2 separate regions of the Bombyx mori genome follow, and region 1 is linked to region 2. Evidence: chromatin contacts called from public Hi-C data. All regions are on one chromosome and are shown on one strand. The core of a region is the stretch at or near the end of the contact, and the rest is flanking DNA. Distances in the headings are between cores, read along the strand shown. Region 1 holds the start of LOC733061 (actin-binding LIM protein 2). Region 2 overlaps LOC733061 (actin-binding LIM protein 2).

Region 1 (5,949 bases), core at 1,280-3,779, 84 kb after region 2:
GGGCGATAACGCCCCCTTGTAGGCGCTGCAGACCTAAAGAGGGGCGGAAGGAGACCCAGAAAAAAATAGGGGCGTTGTGTAGAGGCTTGTGAGGCGATTTGTAATTTTATCTAGGAGCACTCTTAGATACCGACTGAGCTCTGGCTATAGTGGTTTTTAAGTAGGTAAAAAAATAGGGGCGCTAAAAAATCATTTATTTACAAAGTGGGCAGTAGACAAAATAAGTTTGGGAACCCCTGGATTAGATGAACACATCATCAATGTTTTTTGTATAACCTTTACAAATTTTCCTAGTAATCATAGAATATTAAATTGGAGACAGTACATCATGGTAACGAGAGAAACCGGTGGAGCATGCGATCCCGACACCGTAACTGGACACCGTGCCGCTTCGATGATCACCAGCCCTGCATCAATGATTTCATCAGCCTTCAGGTCATTATGGCCTACGCCCTTTACGACAGCTTCAATTTATATGTTTATTACTAAAATATACCGCACAATGGCACTGACACTTGACAAGGAGAAACTGGCTTAAATTCATTTTTCCCCTCGATATTTTTAAATGAAACTTGCGGAAATATAAAATTTGTTCAGATTATATTGAAGTCCTAGTTTAAAGTAATGTTAATAGAACATAATACTGGTAAAAATAAAGTAATCTAACTTTTTTTGATAATTTTTATACCAAATAACAAGCAAATTTAAATATATTTCTAATTTATTTTATTTACTTTGACATTTGCAAATAATATGATTAATTTAAGTATGGGTAATTTTTTAATAATTTTTTGGGGGTGGCCTATGTCCAGCAGTGCACTGCCGCAGACTGATGATGATGATGAATTTTTTTATCATACTTAAATTAAATTTAATATTTACAAACTGCACATACAATCTACATATTTTTGAGTTGATACCTGCAATCGGTACATCGATTATGAGCAGGTTAGTATATAGTAGTTCAAATATTTTATAGGTAATTAATATCACATATTCATGTGTGATGGTGAAGATTCTCTATGCACTGAACACATGCAGTGCTAGTGCTAAATATTCAGCTATCTCTTTTAACATTTGAAGATAGTAAAATGGAAATTCGTTATCAGTATTTGTTATCTTCAGTGTGTTTTGTGCAGTTTTTATCTTAACATCAAGGTAAATTAGTTTAACTTATTAGTCTTAATTCATTTGCAAGGTGTCTGAAAATTAACAATATTATTTAAAAAAAAAATTACTATGAGATAGTGACTTTATCACTTAAAAATACAAATAGCAATTAAGTTTTCATTCGTGTAATCAATATTCCTCATTTGAGTTCATTCTGATTTACTATTTATTCACTGTGTCAAGTTGCAACAAAAATAAAATCCTAGAGCGGTCTTAATTTTATTAAGGAATCTTACATATAAGTATGAACTTTGTCATTCATATTACATTTCTTTTTAATATTATTTGTAACAAAATCCATTCAAAACTAGTTTAATAAGTTTGTTCAAATTTGTGATTTAAAATGTTTATGTATTTGTAGAATTTGTTTTATTTTAATATTGATCGTAATCAACTTGATTTTGATTAATTATTTTTAGTCAAATTGTTGTTGTTGCAATTTTTGTTAAAATTATTTGTGACTGAGTTTACAATATCCTTTACAAATTCATTCACAAATCATGTAATATTACTTACTACTAATTGCTATTTTTATTATTTAAGTTTTCCCAAAAGAATTTATGTAATATTTGTAATTAATTCCATAATGTTTATTTAATGAAGTATGCTTATAAAATTAACTAAATAAAATAATAGTATTAGTTTTTGTTGAAGTTACTCAGAAATTTCCATACTTTTCTAGGCAACAAGTAGACTCAAGGTTACAAAAATTAGTAACTTCTTACAACATGAAAATATTAACACTTCTCAGCTAAATGTTTCGTATTTATTTCTTTTATTTGGTTTAAAGAAATATTGAGAAGGAAAAATTATGATTTAATTTTTTTGGAAATAAATTTGCGGTGTAATATCAACGTCAACCTGAAAATAGCACGACAGCCAAAGGTAAATTTGTTATTATGCGTATTTTAGGCTTACAAACTCAAAAAGGACGCATGAGGAAAATCGATAATCGTAGCAAAAATTCAGCAGCGCTGACTATATTATTCACATAAGAATTTCACGAAGAAAAATTGCAGTGCCCTTACTATTAGATATTCTGATCGAAAACACAATAAATGTCCAGCAAGTTCAATAAAAATAAAAGAAATAACCGGCGTACTCACCCATTTTGATGATACCGCTCACGCCAGGTCGCAACTCAGGAATATTTACTGGACTCACTAAATATTCATTATCACGTTAACATTAATTACTACACACATCAAATTAGCGGTGATAAACAGATTAAAAATTATGTGATTCTCAAGGAAAAATCTAATTGAATTTATATTCGAACGCAATGCTACCCGCCGATGCAATTGCTGTCAATTCAATGATTTCAACTATTGTCAAAAACGCGCGTGTGCCGCTCTCTGTTCAAAAGACGATATAATCTGTGGATACACTGTGGACTTCAACGTGAAACTTTAATCATGTACAATGTGCGTACTCAGACAGACATAATATTGCTTTATTTTCGTCAGGCATTTCTATATTGGAGTGAAATAAAAACAGAATACTTTGATGATAATGGCCTACGTGGCTAAGCCTTTTCAAGCTACTACTAAACTTCTATCATGCATCTGAAGTAGCAGCTAGTATGTTACCTAATTTCTGTCTATAGTATTTGAATAGACATGTTATTCTGGATTAAAGAATGGAATACCACTGTATAGAAACAATCCTCATGTTCGCAGACCTAAGGAAGCTGGAAGCGTTTTAGTTTCATACTAAACAGAGAGCATATTATTTCGTAAAATGTCGCGAAGAGTGCTTGACAGTCTCTTTTCTGTCCATAATTTTAACATACAATAGCAACTCAAGTACAAAATAATTTAAGTCATCAGCACATACACGTATGATATATGGGTCAATCGAAAAATTGTACCTAAAAAACTTTCGCTAAATAATAAAATCAGTGTGATTTTAGATCAAAAGAATCAACAAAATTGACAGCAAATTCTGAATCAATTTTCCAGCATTAGTAGTGTGAATAATTAACCTGATAGACCAGGTGACATCCTACACAGTATTAAGTGGTCACCAAGACCAAGTAGCTAGGTACTATAAATGTTGCCACTTATCGTCGCACAGGCCGCATCTTTAAATCTATGATTTCAGTCGAAATCTAGGAATAAAACAAATAAAGAACATTTTCATAAAATAAGTGCTTTATTGATTAAAATTAGTAAGGTACAGAAACAATTTCAATCAAATGAGTTCACAATGAAATTAACGGATGCGCTTTTAATCACGTTCGAATCGAACGTACCCGGTGAACATATTTACAACTTGTTGAAAGAAAAAGTAAAATATAACCTATAAGATCAATAGTTCATTTATTGTTGCCCTCAAAATTTCATTCCTTCCAGTTTGCATTACTGAATCGAACGAAGCAAACATACCATTCACTCCCAAGCGAGTTATTCCTTTTCCTCTAAAGCAAAATTTCTATATTCCGTATTGCACCATTGGTTAACAGCTAAATACTAATGAGAGTAAGGCGGCGGCATAAATATTTACAATAGCGCGTATTTGTTTTCACAGAAAGTTTATTTTTGAACGACCCTTTTTAATGAACGTCTTGTCTTGCGCTTCACCGATCACAATACTCTAGCATTAAAATTTAGAAGGGCCGTGTCTATTTTTTTTCGTTGCTGTTACTTGACGGTTTTTTTTGGCTATAAGCCGTACAACGTATTCGATCGACAGTATTGCTGTATTTAGCCAAACGATAAACGTATTCCCAAATATGACAAACAGTCCAATTACACGTAAAATTAACAAAAAAACATTTACTTGTTCCTGAAACTATAAAACTGACATTCATGGATAAGTAGTAATAAGATTATTAATAATATAGACAGTCAGATAACTTGGACAAAGTGATTGTGACGGGCAAAGTAGAAGGAAAGAGACCCCGCGGCCGATTAGGTACCTAGCCGTTGGTGTGATCAAGTAACCGCTCTAACTGGGTTGCCAGTCGCAACCGCAATTCGAGCAGCTGAGGACCGGACGAGATGGAAACAGCTCACGAGACAGGCAACGGTCAAGTTTCAGGGACACGACCTTCAGCAATGAAGAAAGCGACGAAGAAGAAAGAAGAAGAGCAATAATGTACGCGCCAACAGCAGTGACAACTTATCTTTACCAGAACGCATCATCTAACATTACTAAAACACATCGAGTATTTATTTTAGAGCATTGTTTTAATAAAAGTAAATACAATTTGAGAGTTTGGCCCGCAATTCTGACCCCTTTTGGCACAGGCCTCTAGATGTGCAACTTTAAACCATGATCCCAAGGTTATACTGATAGCTTCGATACATTAAGGCATCTTCTAACACATGTGAAAGAGGGGGCGAATTAGAGGACACCCTTTAAAGAGGGTGAATTAGAACTTCCCGAAAACGAAGAAGGCAGTATCAGTTATACCTGGCAGAACAACATTAGAAAATAAAAATTGCAACGTCAATATGACTAGAATATATTAATATCAGCTGTATTTTTCGGGAATATTTGTTTACAGTTTTGCCTTAATGTTGTATCGAGATTTAAGAATAAATGAACATACTAAAGCATACGGAGATGCTTGACTTCGTTAAACTAATGTTTTCCATTCCTATTTAAATAAGTATATTTCCGAATATTCCAGTTTCGGTTCTGGAAACTTTACTTTCTAAACACCCTGTATATGTCCATGGCAATTATGATGCCACCATTCATCAGATATGAGAAAACTGTTTACTCTTTGGTTAGATTGTTCTAGACTTTAAAGTCATGTCTCAAGGTAGATTTCCGGTATCTATGTGGTCAAGTGTTCTTTATGCGGCAGGCAGGTAGGGAGCTTGTCCATCCCTCTAGGTCAGCGGTCGGGGAACTTTTTAAATTATTACCCCAAAATATTTTTGTGTAAGTTGATATTACCCCATGGCGAAGAACAAAAAATAACGAAATCGCTTCTTTTTAGCATCATTCATATTATAGCACACAAGATAATTTTGAAAAAAAAAAAAAAAATTTTTCGTTTCGTTTCATTTCGTTTCATCGAGTTTGAAATCACAACGATTCTAAAGAAATTTCACTTCAACATATACTTTTTACTCACAAGTTTCATATTTACCCCCCAAATTTTCATTTTACCTCATTTGGGGTAATTTACCCCGGTTCCCCGACCGCTGCTCTAGGTAATAAAAAAAACATTGTTATTACTGAGCGATCTAACTAACTAAAAGTGCTTGTGTTTTTCAAATCCGTTTGGTTTGCTAGAATGTTCGTCGAATACGTACTTTTGGATAGATACAGCAATTACTTTCCGTTATATTACGAAGTGCCAGAATTATATTGATTTTTTATATTCTAAAGTGATTTGTTTTCGCGTTAATGTAATCTTTTGAAAATTCGAATGATGATACAATCACAAACGGCTTCCTATCAGAATTAAAGTCAAAACTAAAAAAAAACCACGCTAAACATATTAATAGCATAATCATATTCTATAATACATCTTAATTTAATAAAACAATTAATTTGAAAAATTATACTTTTCTATTTTACAACCAAAGGAAAAAAATATTTTTTTTTTGTATTTAAGTGCTGATTCATAACTAACCTTCATGACCGTTCAATTAATTTTTTTTTCAACTCCGAAAATATATTTGAAGTGAAACTTCTTTATCGGCGTTGGAAAAAAATTTACCGTCACATTTTTCGGTTACGCGTCACATTTTTCCGTTACGCGCCATCTTTTTCTTCACCATTCATTGTTGCCGTACACAAGTGAAGGTGCCTCTTTAC
Region 2 (5,879 bases), core at 1,786-4,285:
AAGCCACAGTCTTGAGAAGAACCGGCGAAACAAACTCAGCGGGCTTTTTTTTGTTTTTTCTCAATATTTTTTTGTTTTTTTTTTTAAATAAGTAAGTAAGTATAAATAAACATTTACCCTCTCACTTTATTTATTTATGTACACACAAAAAAGAAAACATAATACAGAGTAATAGGAAAATTTATGTACAAAGGCACTGCTTATTTCTTTAAGAAATCTTCCAGCAGACCTGCGAGAGGATTATGAGAATAATAATTAAAAGTGATGAGTGTGTGTTTAGAACAGCTAAAATAACAAATACAACATGAGTATTATAGGAATGCACATAGCAAATATTGTTAAACTTGAATACAAAATATTATAAGTAACACAGTATACGTGGAGTATTTTTTTATTTATAATCCTAGCTGAGAGCCTTGAGAGGCTATTTCAGCGTAACCTTAACTAGTAGGTGAGCTCACGGGGCTCAAACCTGACGAAGTTGCTAACACGAACCCTAGCAAGAGCAGTGCTTCGTAGAATCTACCACCGGATCGGAAACGCGACCCACTGAGAAGATCCGGCGAGAAACTCAGTGGGCTGTAAATACCCTCTCACTTACACGCATACGATTGTATTACTACAAACAAAACGATGGAGGCAATACGAAAAACAAACGAATGCTTTATTTTTTATTGCTTAGCCATTTCAATAAAACTAGTGTTCCCCCGGTAATCAAAATTCGAATATAATAAATTGAAATTATAAGTTTTAAATACACTATTATGATTCTATTGTCAAAGACTATTATACTTTCATAATCACAGACTTCGCCAAGATTACACTTTAAACAAATATTAATAAAGACAAACAATATTTAATCTATTCTCAATTCGACCACAGACTGTAAAGAGGCAATAAGAAAAGTTTGACAATAAACAAATCGTATGCATGCGTGTGTGTGTAATGTTTTTTTATTCTCTATAAGTGTGGAAAATTTCGTCCGCGCAATAGATATGAGGAAAAAATGATTTCTTTTATAAAATAAACTCAGTGTCGGTCGCAGTTTTTTTTAATAAAAGCTCCTGGATCCTCCCCCACTAACAGTACGTACTCGTAGGGACTCACAAGTCACAGTTACTTACAGGGCGGGCGGTGGAAGTGCGGCGAGGTGGGCGGGCGGTCGTAGGGCTGCACGGGGCGGCGCAGGTACGCAGGCTCCGTCGTGAGGTACGAGTACGTGGTGATGCGGTGCGGACTGCACGCGCCCGCCTCGCGGTACTCGCGTAGCACCAGCCCGGGGGACACGGCTCGGTACCCGTACTGGACATGCCGCCGACATCACAACTCGTATTATACGATTGGACATTATCAAAAAAACACGCCCCTTCTCCAAATAAAGTTTGAATTAAATAAGATCTAAGGATAGACAGTGGCTTTAGTGTGTCCTTGACATTGCCATTTACTAATTTAATTTAGCATCTGTTTTTTATGGCATCCCCACATTTATAACGTCGACTATTGTTATTGTCCCACTAACAAATTAGTGCAATTAACTACGAATAATAAAACTATAGAAAAGTAATTACGCTTCAAAAATGGTTCCACGTAAATAGCTACCGCGGAGGGCGGGGCTTAAAATAGCTACAGAATGGCGTGCCAGTTCGCTGTGGCACTCGTATCGTGCGGTCGTGTTGCGTCAGTTTTCGGTTGACCAGATAATTATTATTTTGCGCTTTTTAATTTTAGATATGAAAAGCAGTGGAATTAGCTTCCATAGTTTTATTATTCTTAGGCAATTATATATATTTTTTTAAATACTATTACATTGTTCTTTATAACAAATATTCTAATGTTACAACTGCGTGGGACAATCATAAAACTGATAATAATCTGGGGGAGTACCTTAGGATGTTAAAAATCGGTTGGCTTGGTTTTCTGATCGAACCCAAACAAATATCTCATTTTCCTTTTTAACATCCACCTCTTTTCGTAAATTTAACATAGTCGACCAAATACTATGAACACAGTTTCATTAATTCCATTTAAGCAATTGAAACTAAGATGACTTTTTAATTAAGATGACTTTCTAATTACTTTATATTTGTGTGGTTAGGTTCCTCACTATGTCCCATTATTTTTAATAGCCGATGTCTTTATTTAGTCTTCCAGTTAAATTTTCTATTTACTCTGTAATGAGTTATTTACTCTGTAGTAAGAAACTCTGACCCTGAGTAAAGTTTGAATGCGTTAAACAGTATGTAGCTATTTTAAATTCCCTGTTATGGGGAAAATTTCCTGAAAGTAAATACATAATTTTGTTAGTTTACACATCAACATGCTCACATTGTGCGAGGACATGGGAAGGGTACAACAGAAAATATAATATGCGGTAAATCATAAATAAGGCATTGAAATAAAAAGACAAAAAAAAAGAATTGAAATAAAAAGACAAAAAAAAACATGTAAATGTGTCAACTAATAAATAAAAAAATGCCTCTTAAAGTTATACATGAACTAAAGGTTGTTTTATTTATTTATTTATTTCCAAACCTTTAACTTTTTCGGTTAATTATGGACTAAAAAATTCGTATTAAAAAAAAAATTTTTTTAGAATTCACTTTCTTTACTTTACACTCTGTTTTTGTTTTTATTGCTTAGATGGGTGGACGAGCTCACAGCCCACCTGATGTTAAGTGGTTACCGGAGCCCATAGACATCTATACAATCAATACGATATGAGTTCTGAGTATAGGTGCAACGGCTGCCCCACCCTTCAAGCCGAAACGCATTACTGCTTCACGGCAGAAATAGGTAGGGTGGTGGTACCTACCCGTGCGGACTCACAAGAGGTCCTACCACCAGTAAAAATTATTTAGGTTAATATTCCAGTACAAACTTTAAGAGGCACGTTGTAAGCTTAAAAAATAAGAAAAAAAATAAAAGGTAATACAAGGGTGTGAGCAGACCTTTCTAGTCAAGCTACTGTAGGGACTGCAGTATGAGCCGTTGACGCTGGGTGTGCGCGATCGCAGCGAGAACTGTGTACCACAACATAAACTAGCAAGTCACATACTACTACACACATACGACATACACAGCGCATACATTTCAACATTAGAGGCATCGTGTTGCGTTTGATAACGTCACGATCATTTTGAAAATCAAAACTGAACTTTATGCGTCTAATGTCAAGATCCGTTTTTGTGTAAGCGTCATACGTAAAAATTTGAAAGTCTCATTTCACTCGAGAGATTTTTTCGAGATTATTCTTACGTAGTTTATGAACAAGCTCAGTCTCAAAGCTGATGATACCTCGCGAGACGTACACAAGTAAGCTAATTTAAAGTTTTTTTTTTTGACGAATGGATTACTTGTGGTCCAGAGGCTATACCAGTTTCTCCCTTAGCCAGGAGGGGTGAGATTTGCTAACAGCTGCCCGAGCGCCTCCCGAGGAGACTTAACTACTCAAGGGCAGCTGCTTCGCGAATGAATAATATCTTATTATATTCGATAGCCGAGTATGACGCCCACACAAACACTTTCAGTTGGCTACACGTAATCATGAGAGCTACTCAGAGCTGTGACGTGTACAGTTCCAGACAAAACTGACTTCTTTAAACAGATATTTGTCACTTTTAATATTAATTTAGCATCAGGCTCATTTAACGCAACAGCTCTGAGTGACGATAACTACATAAGCATTCCGTTGTGTGTGTGCACTTCAAACAACTCATTTGCAATAAAAATATAGTAATTTAATTTAAGTCTTATATTTATTCATGAAAAATCCGATTTTCCTTCAGCGCATTAATGTTCCCATTGATGCGCACACACACACAAATCTAAAATTCATACATATATTATTATATTAACTACACGGTGAATAAATTGTTGGGTAATGAACAACTAAACAACTAAAGCTGTTTTGTGGTTTTAAGAGTTTGTAATTTAAAGAAGAACAATTAACATTTTGTTATCGACTTTTAACCACAAGTATAATTTGGTAGAGCTCGGTTGTTCTGTATTATTATTGGAATTAAAACTTTGATTTAATTGACGTCCAATGAAATGGTTTCAATTTATTGAACTGTATTAACAATATTTTTCTTTTATCAAACTGTTTCTTCCATCAACTTTATTTTATATATAAATTATTTAACTCCGTTGTCCGGTTGGAATGAAAATCTACAAGACTAAGATGAAATGAATTTATGAAAAACAAAAACACATTTACAATACGACGAGTGCAGTTTGCAACTACGGCTGTAAAACAAATATCAATCAATCAGTGCAAACAAAAAACTACAAAATCAAAACAAGATACCATAAAGAGAAAGCTAATTTGTATTATGAATAATAAAATGTGAATATATAATTTTCGTTTTTAAGTCCTCATAAAGGAAAATTATGCCGAATGTGAAGTGCGTGCGAATGTAATATGCACGTACACGCACTCGCTGCACGCAAATGCGTACGCGTACGTACCTTAACTTAATAATCGTATTGGTAATTCGTGTTTTTCAAATATTTGTTATCCATATTAAAATATTATTACTATTTAATTATATTATTAATGATGTACTAATGATACTATTTGGAATAAGAAGATTAGCGAAATTTTCATCTACCCATCTAAAATTTGTTAATTACTACTGACGAAAAACGAAACAAAAAGAACCGCAAAAAATTTTATTTCCATTTTTAGACAACTACTTATTAAATAGTTGACAATTTTAATTTTTGCTATTCAATTAGCTGGTCTGGTTCTTTTGGTGATGACGTCATTATAATATCATTACATTTAAATAAAGTTTTGTGGCTAGAGTCGAGACCGCATCATTTGATAACTGGTTAGAGCTTATTTACATTGTCATTAAATACACTAATAATGCAGTATTTTTGTGTCACTACCATTGCTATTAAACTACAAAAGAAATAATTACTAAGGAATGTAGATGAGGTGATTGACCGTAATGTGTAGTTATGTAATTACCTACATCATCATGGTGAAGGCAAAATCAAGTTTTCAGAAATCTTGTGTGAATTTATTTTATACAATTTTAATACCATATATGTTCAGTTTATGTTTTACTTTTACTGACTATTAATTTTTTTGCTAAAATCATTGACTGTAATTTATTGAAATTTTCAATTAAGTTTTGGTAGACAGAGGCCTGGTTTTGACCCTGGCATTGCTCTGAAGTCCGTGGGCGACGGTAACCGTTCACGATCTGACTCACGTCTGCCTGCACGGGCGGGAGTGCGCCGCCACCGCCACTTATTCGCGGCGTTGGCGGGGCTGAGGTCCCGTAGAGCTAGGAACAGTCCAACGGCCAGGGCAATTGCGCTGTTAAACCAATTTCTGTCCGAAATCCAGGATGCTGACGTGTTTGCCGATTGTTGGGAATACTTTTTTCCAATATAATGTTATTTTTAGCATAATAATAGTACTTAATAATTTTAATAATGTTTTTTTATGTTAACGAGTCAGGCAGGCGTTTTGGTGCAAACTGTAAGCCTGACTTTTGAATTGAATGGAATAAATAAATCTATATATATAAAAATGAATTGCTGTTCGTTAGTCTCGCTAAAACTCGAAAACGGCTGGACCGATTTGGCTAATTTTGGTCTTGAATTATTTGTGGAAGTCCAGGGAAGGTTTAAAGATAAACATGAAAATGCTCGGAATTAAATAAAAATAGCAATTTTTCTTTTCATTTGATGTGTCTTTTTGTTTGTTTTAAGTTTATTTTATACAAAAGTTTAGGTCTTTTATTTATCGATTGAGGCACTACGAAGTCTGCCGGGTCAGCTAGTAAATAAATAAAAGAATAGATTAGCGCTTTTCTTTTTTACATTTTGATACCAATCCCTAGAGTGATTGGTGTGTACGGATG

The links. Hi-C and Micro-C count contacts between places; a contact is called where the count stands out from the background.
Region 1: a Hi-C map of midgut shows a contact between it and region 2, with 1.9 times the contacts expected there. The contact joins the promoter of LOC733061 here to the enhancer-like site in region 2. A contact is called at or near these places in 4 of 7 Hi-C or Micro-C datasets (middle silk gland, midgut, posterior silk gland and 1 more).

The regions. Positions count from the first base shown.
Region 1 is chr26:7,243,656-7,249,604 of ASM3026992v2, forward strand. LOC733061 (actin-binding LIM protein 2) reads right to left here and starts at 2,530. Exons shown (of 19, transcript XM_062676336.1): 1 at 2,277-2,530. The coding sequence starts at 2,280. It overlaps LOC101745507 (ubiquitin thioesterase trabid), which reads right to left. Exons shown (of 19, transcript XM_062676337.1): 19 at 3,302-5,949.
Region 2 is chr26:7,159,171-7,165,049 of ASM3026992v2, forward strand. It overlaps LOC733061 (actin-binding LIM protein 2), which reads right to left. Exons shown (of 19, transcript XM_062676336.1): 8 at 2,949-3,020; 9 at 1,125-1,302. Among protein-coding and RNA genes, the nearest start is that of LOC134201485, 31 kb to the left of the region's middle. Within about 2 kb of position 3,036, at least 6 of the 8 cell types and tissues checked have open chromatin away from gene starts, as enhancers often do.